2 separate regions of the Danio rerio genome follow, and region 1 is linked to region 2. A link is a contact called in public Hi-C data. All regions are on one chromosome and are shown on one strand. The core of a region is the stretch at or near the end of the contact, and the rest is flanking DNA. Distances in the headings are between cores, read along the strand shown.

Region 1 (4,330 bases), core at 469-2,968, 130 kb before region 2:
GTGGCTAATAAATAGCTTCAAACTTTTTTTTGGTAGGGCCAGTGAAAATATTGGCAGGGAAAGTAAAAATCTGAACAACTGGTCCTATCGGGCAGGTAGAAAAAATCCTTAGCGTTGAACCCTGAGGTGATTTTTATTTTATGTCGGCTTAAGAGACGTGCTTGATAAAGATTTAATTGCTTTTCTTTTGAACTATGTTTCAGTTTCACACTGTAAACCCCCATGAGTCCCCACATCCTCCGCTCGTTCTACACCTGCACTGTAGAGAGCATCATGTCTGGCTGTATCACAACCTGGTAAGGAAATAGCACCAGCAGCAATCGCAAAGGCCTACCTAGGATTGTGTGAACTGCTGGACATCTACACCAGGCGGTGCATGAGGAAAGTCAAGAGAATTATCAGCGACTCCAGCAACCCAAGCCATAGACTTTTCTCTCTGCTACCCTCAGGCAGATGGTTTCGCAGCATCCGGTCACGTGCCAGCCGACTGAAGGAAAGCTTCCTCCCTAAGACTATCAGGCTGATGAACACTCAACACACCTCACACAGACTATTCCATACCCCTCACTGCACACCATCAATATGTAGCATGCACTGCACTTTAACCAATCCATCCTTAAAACATTACTGCCTACAACTATGTAGACTCCTATTCATTGTACATATCGCTGTCAATCTTCAATTGTCCTGTTTTTTTGAGGAGTATGCTGTTGTATTTTGCACTGTCTGTATTTAACACAGTCATTGTATTTGCACTGTCTGTATTTTGCACTGTCGTTGTATTTGCATCTGTATTCTGTTCTGTATTTTGCACTGTCTGGAGCCAACACCTAAGCTTATCACTCATCATAGCACACATGCTGCTGATGATGTGACAATAAAGGTGATTTGATTATACACATATTCAGTCTGTCTGTAACAAAATCATGATTAAAATTGTTTATTTCTTGAATATTGCTCAAGAAAATCATGAAGGGTTTATTTTGCCCATATTGCACAGCCCTACAGAGTATTATGTAATCTATTAAATTAACCAATAAATTGTCATTTTTAATGCCTACCCCCACTCCAACCCTAAACTGTCACAGTACTGTAAAAATATTAATTATTGTTATACAGCGTCAAAAAAAAAAAAAAAAATGCTGCTATATTGATGTGCATATCACACTTCCGGCGCTGGATATCGGATCTAGACTTTACTTTCTAAACGGAAGTTCTAAGCATCCTACCGGAAGGCGCTGGTCACTGTAGCACCCTTCATGCAGCAATGAAGAAAAAGGTCTACACAGTCACAGTACTGTAAAAATATTATTAAACTATTAACATTAAACCATAAAAACCGTATCAAACTATTAATGCTGATAAACAGATTCTTCCACTCTATAACATAAATAAAATGTAACCACTATTAAATAACAATGCAACACACAAATTCTCCATCAAAGGAAGGCAAACAACATAGTGCATACAGTTATTCAACGACTCACTCTGTCATGGATGGCTCTTCTGTTGGAGGGCTGCACGAGCACCTTGTGTCCAGCCGCTGTGATCTCCCTGACGTGTCGTGGGGCGAGGGGCGCACGTCTCTCCCACACGTTGACATCCTCACGCCGGATGGCGATCACACTTTTGTGATTCTGCTGGTTATGCTGAGACCTCCGCTGACAGCACATGCAGCCCCTAAACCCTCTGCCCTGGCTCCTCACAAGACGCAGCATGACTGGACTAGCTTCCAAAACACACAGGTTACAACCGATACACACTTATGAAAATCCCACTAAAGCAATATTGAACGTGAAGGACAGCCAAGCAGAAAAGTGGACGAAGAAACCCAGTCTGTGTTTGTAATGGAGAGAAATACATTCGAAAACCGTTTTGGCATTGATCTCCACTGGTTTAAAATAACTCTTATTGTAATAAGTTCATTACAAAATGTAAAAAGGTATATTGCATTATTTATTATAATTGGGTATATTTGTTTATTTATTAATAATATGAAATAAATTAAGAAATTAGCTATGGAAAGTTTTATGTATTAAACACTCAAAAATATATATCTATATATATTTTGCTGCTTTTTCAACCTACTTATGTAAAATAAGTGGGAATAACACAATTCTTTAGAGATTCTTTTGGGACAACTTAATTGTTTTCTGTTTAATCCACGTCAATGTGTTAAGGTAATTGATTTGTGTTGAGACAACCCGAATGAATTGAATGAATGGAACTCTGCATTTTTTTAAAGTGCAGTTTGATATACTGAGTTTCAGCCCACAGCTCTCAATCAAATTTGGTTTTTGGCCCGTCATGTTTGGGCACACCTGAGTTAGAAAATATCTATACTACTTTGGTCACACTTTACAATAAGGTTTCATTAATGTTATAAATGTATTTATTGACAAATTAATAATGATAAAACACGCACAGCATTCATTAATCAAAGTTTAACATTCATTAATGCATTATTAAAATCTAAATACATGCTTGTTAACATAAATGCACTGAGCTAATAACACTAAAAAGACCAATTATATTTTAATTACTAATACAGACTTTTTGTAAAGTGTTACACTTATTTAAAACTACTGATATTATAACTTCTTTTAGTATACAAATATGTTCCTTTTGGTCACTGCCAGCTGTCAAATTTTTTTTTTCTGAGGACTACATTTATCAAATGGATCATTAATAACCATGATATTCAACTGCTGCTCACAAAACTAGCAACAACTAATGAACTATTTCTGTATGTGCTGCGATGGTTTAACATTTATTTCAAACTAAGTCTAGCATTTATCTTATGAATCGTATGTAGCATGTCATATGACCACATGAACTTGAAATGTGGTTTAAATTTCTTAGAATAAAAAAAAACTAATGGATTGCACACTAATCTGTCAGTAAATGTGCTTCATCATATTCATGTTAGAACTACTGCAAAGAAGAAACACGTAGTTGAAGTCAGAATTATTAGCCCCTTTTTTCTTTTTTTAAATACTTCCCAAATAATGTATAATGTTAACAGAGCAAAGACATTTTCACAGCATGTCTGATAATATTTTTTCTTTTGAAGAAAGCCTTATTTGTTTTATTTCAGCCAGAATAAAAGCAGGTCAAAGTTCAAAAGGTCAAAATTGCCCCTTCAAGCAATATTTCTTTCGACAGTCTACAGAACAAACCACTGTTATACAATAACTTGACTAATTACCCTAATCTGCCTAGTTAACCTTATTAATGTAGTTAGGCCTTTAAATGTCACTTTAATTTGTACAGAAGTGTCTTGAAAAATATCTAGTAAATATTATTTACCGTCATCATGGAAAAGATAAAATAAATGAGTTATTAGAAATGAGTTATTAAAATTATTATGTTTAGAAATATCATACGATCTAATTTTCTACATTTTATTGTAATGCAAAATAATAATAATAATAATAAGAATAATAAGAATAATAATAATATGTATAACACTTGTAAAACTTTTGAAACTATTTGTTTTCTTAAGATGAATTCACAACTAAACATAATTTATGAACTGTTTTGTTTTTAAAACTAAATCTTTACTGGTTTGAATGCTGGTCCAAGATTGAAGGTGAGGGACACATTTGAGCAGATGTAATCATTTTTAAACTCACCGTTTAAAATATGATAGAAAACAACATTTTATATAATTTAACTTTTACTTCTAGGTATTTAATTGGGGGCCCTCATTATTCCTAGGGCTCTAAGCGATCGCTTACCTTGCTTACTGGTTAAATCCACCACTGTTCATAGAGTGAGGTTATCTTAAAAAGTGTGTCATTTTCATTATCAGACAAAGAGCCTTGCAATATTTGCTGTTGTTGCTCAAGGGTAATGTTGTCACATTTACATGGGGCAAGCTGTCAGAATGGGAACTTGCTCTGAGAAGAATAATTTACATGCATTAACAAGAAAAACTATTTAAAAAGATAATATAAGGTGGTGTTAACCACAACCAACAACAACAATACAGACTTATTTAATAAAATAATATATAGCTAAATTAGCTAATTTATTGGTTTTATTTTGAAACCTAACATAGAAAGACCTGCCTCAAAGCCTCATGGTTAATGAAAAAAAGCCTTTGCTGCTGCATATGCTTGATTTCATACTGGATCAACAAGTGTATTGTGCCTGGATGAATTTTTATAAACAAACGACATGTCACCACCTACCTGTGCTCTTAGATTTAAGCAGTTTCCTGTGGTCTACAGCGTGGCGCAGGCTGAATAATCACATTAGCAAGAAGTCATATGCACTGTAGGTTTATATATAAACAGCAATGATGACTGACTGTGTCGCGTAAAAG
Region 2 (4,050 bases), core at 350-2,849:
ACTTACAATTCTTGATGATTTTTAGGTATGTTTTAATATTTTTTGCTCAAAACAAAAGAACACAAAAAGAACAAAATAAAACAACACAAAACAATTTTTTTTTAAAGAGCGTAAATAAATATCTTGGGGTTTTGTGGTTTATTTTAATAAGTTTTGCTTCAGAAAACAAAAGAAAAAAAATTAAAGAGATCGAATAAATTCCTTAATAAAGATATAAAATAAATTCCTCCTTGTGGTGTATAGTAATAAATTTCACAAAAAAAAAAAAAAAAAAACACACAAAACTAAATTTTAAAGAGCATAAATACTATAAAAACTAAAGAAAAGAAAAGAAAAAGAAAAGAAAAGAAAGGAAAGCAAAAACAAAAAAAATAAGGCAAAACAAAACAAAAAGCAAAACAAAACAAATCAAATCAAAACAAATAAAATCAAATCAAATCAAATCAAATCAAATCAAACATTTAAAGAGCATAAACAAATATCTTGGGGATTCGTGATTTATTTTATTATGTTTTGCTTAAGAAAAAAGAAAAGAAAATAAGAGAAAAGAAAAACAAATCAGAGTAAATAAATTTGTTATGGTTTTGTCGTTTATTTTAATATGTTTTGACATTTAATTCACTGACGAGAAAAAAAAAAAAAAAAAAAAAAAAAAAAAATATATATATATATATATATATATATATATATATATATATATATATATAAATCTGATCAGGTACAGTAAAATTCCAAACACAATCTGATATAATATACCCTGGATATTCTATATAAATGACTGGAAGTACAATTTGACCTTTTAGACCCCTCAATCTAACCATTTAAAAAGATTTTTTTTTTTTTTCAAATATTTCCAAACTGATGTTTAGCAGAGCAATACAATTTTGTTCACATTATTTCCTATTATATTTTCTTCTACATAAACTCTTTTTTTTTTTTTTTGGATGGAATATTTATATAACAATATAACAAACTACTGCTATGCAATGACTTCCCTAGTAAACCTAACTTGCCTAGTAATCCTATTTAACCCATTTAAGCCTTTACATTGCACTTCATGCTGAAGTATCCATAACAATCTCTCCATTAAATAGCAGTTAAATAAAAATTATAATTCAACAGGACTGCTAATAATTTTGTTTTTAACTGTATATATGATCAGATTAAGGTGTCTAAGAGGTCAGATTGTATTAGTCTTTTTTAGTTACATTAAAAACTAAACAAAGTGCAATATATATATATATATATATATATATATATATATATATATATATATATATATATATATATATATATATATATATATATATATATATATAAAATGAATAAATGAAGTTGATGAAAAACATTTTGTGGGGAAAAAAAACAACTAAAATTAAAAACAATTAAATCCAAATATTTCTATAAATCAAGTGTGTTTGATTAATATACAATTCAAAAGAATTTACAGCAAGGATCAATTAGTTCAGCCTGCATGTGGTGTACTAAAAAATGCTGTTCACCCCTCTGTTCCTTTCCCTGAAAACAGGCCCACTCCCCCACAGATGTCACATCCCAGAAGGCATGGGAAAAGCAGCACATTCAGGTGGCTTTTGTGGCTCTCTTTTTTGCCTGAACACAGAAGTTTGAACAAAGGCTGGGGAGCCTTCACAAAGAGCCAAACACAGACAGAGTCATTCAGAAGCTGAATGGATAACAGAAGGTGCTCACTCGCTGCAGGTACAAAGTGACAATTGGGACGAAAAGCGAGAGGAAGAAAAAAAAAACAAGTGTGGTGTTAACAGTAAATGATATTTGATGCATTTATAACTAGTTTTCAACATTATTCATAAATTTGTCTGTAAAGTGCTTTGTGATGCTACATTTAATGCTCAATATAAAATAATATTTATTATTATGATTATTTTTATTATTTTTTATGTGTGCCGTATGTTTAATTCCAAATTATTGGGTCTCATGTAATTTTTTTTTCTTCAAATATTTCACAATTTTTTCTCAATATTTCCTATAATATTTTTTTTTCTTCTGGGGGGAAATTGTTTTATTACAGCTAGAGTAAAAGGAGATTTAATAAAAAACAAACAAAAAAAACATTTTAAGGTCAATATAATTAGCCCCTTAAGCAATTCTTTTTTTAATTGTCTACAGAACAAACCATCGTTATACAATGATTTGCCTAATTACCCTAAGTTGTCTAATTAACCTAGTTAAGGCCTTAAGTTGTACTTTAAACTGAATGCTACATCTAGAAAAAGATTCTAGTATATTATTATGTACCGTCATCATGGCAAAGATAAAATAAATCAGTCATTAGAAATTAGTTATTAAAACTTATTTAAAAATGTGTTGAAAAATTGGGGTAAAAAAACATATGAGGGGTTAATAATTCAGGAGAGCAAATAAATATGACTTCAACGTCATGCTCAGCATACAGTATAAAAGTACACCTCTCACAAATCTGACTTTTCAATGCATATTTTAAATTTGTGCATATATATTTTTTAAATAAGTTTAAGAGTAAATAAATTCTTTAGGATTTTGAGTTTTTTTTTTAAATGATTTGTAACAAAGCAAAGCAAAGCAAAACAATGAAAAGCAAAGTAAAACACAAAACAAAACAAAAACAAAAATTTAAAGAGCATAAATGAATATTTTGGTTTTGGGGTTTATTTGAATATGTTTTGCTTGAGAAACTAAATTAAATGAAATGGAACTAAACTAAACTTAATTTTAAGTAAATAAATTCCTTAGGATTTTGTGGTGTATTCTGGAGGTTATACAAAATAACTTATGATAAAAGTCCAAAAAGAAAAAAAAAGGGAGGAAAAATTTAGTTTAACTTTTTTGTAGGTTGTTTTTTTTTTTGTTTGTTTTTTTGCAATATTTTGCCTAAATTTAATCGCATTATCTTTTAATTTCTATATATGTTTGGTGACTAAAATATTATTTTTATATATATATATATATATATATATATATATATATATATATATATATATATATATATATATATATATATATATATATATATATATATATATATAAACAGATTTAGAAACTGCACCATTGGCTGCGACCCACATTGTAGTCGATTTTGGACTATTTACCCCCATATACCTCATGACTGTTCCAATTTCATCGCACGCACACAGACATAAACATACTAACCCAGTCCCCAGCATGGGGTCTTTTATTCAAGGCAGTAAATGGAGGGGACGGGATGCAAGCGGATGGTTTTCCTATTTGGGTTGTATTGATTGGAAGTGTTTATCCCTGCCTTAACCGTGAGCCCTCACTCAGCCGGAGGGCTACATCCCTCCCCTGCAGCCATATAAACCCCTCCTCTATTTAATACCTTCACCAATGCACTTCACTTTCGAGAAAGCCCAAGCGGGATCAACAGATTTGATCTGAATATTTGCTGAATGTAAGTTATAATTATATAAAACAATATTTTTTTAGGAAAACCAAAATAAGCAAACACTTTAAGCTCAAAAACATCCAACAATGAATGATTCTACTATGCTGGTTTGTTTGAATGACCCGAAACCAGCACAAACACAGTAGCAGTTTAATTGATAGTAAACCAAAAGTGAATCATAATATCTGAACATTCATAATATAGAATCATAATAGAAACCAATTTCATTATAAATGATTCAATAAAAATTACACAGCACAGCCCAATCAACTACTAAACAATCAATATTTACAAATATTCATAGTTAATCAAAACTATAAGGTACAAATGGTACCTACAGTAAACTAATGATTCTTATGGATCAACTGATTCCTAAATCAATTGATTCTTCTGAACCGATTCTTTTCCGAGACATAAGAGATTAAATATTTGTTCCAATAGATACCACATAACCACCATATTTTAATAAAATATCCACCACATCCAATTCAGTTCAGCCGATTCTCAATCATGTACAAACACATATTAAAGTTTAGTGCTATCTTTTGGCTCACCAGGCAGGAAAAGGAGTCATTCATGCGGTGTGTAAGTGTGTGTTTCTGCAGGATGATGAACAGGCTGGCATGATC

The links. A called contact is a pair of places that touch in the nucleus more often than the background predicts.
Region 1: a Hi-C map of embryo shows a contact between it and region 2, with 1.8 times the contacts expected there. The contact joins the promoter of aass here to the enhancer-like site in region 2. A contact is called at or near these places in 2 of 18 Hi-C or Micro-C datasets (embryo and an unstated tissue) and 1 of 4 datasets of contacts at active chromatin or transcription factors (embryo).

The regions. Positions count from the first base shown.
Region 1 is chr25:30,660,440-30,664,769 of GRCz12tu, reverse strand. It overlaps aass (aminoadipate-semialdehyde synthase), which reads right to left and starts at 1,718. Exons shown (of 23, transcript NM_001173985.1): 1 at 1,488-1,718. The coding sequence starts at 1,718.
Region 2 is chr25:30,528,365-30,532,414 of GRCz12tu, reverse strand. It overlaps cadps2 (Ca++-dependent secretion activator 2), which reads right to left. Exons shown (of 28, transcript XM_073943232.1): 12 at 3,976-4,050. Among named protein-coding and RNA genes, the nearest start is that of fezf1, 120 kb to the left of the region's middle. Within about 2 kb of position 1,599, at least 4 of the 62 cell types and tissues checked have an H3K27ac peak or open chromatin away from gene starts, as enhancers often do.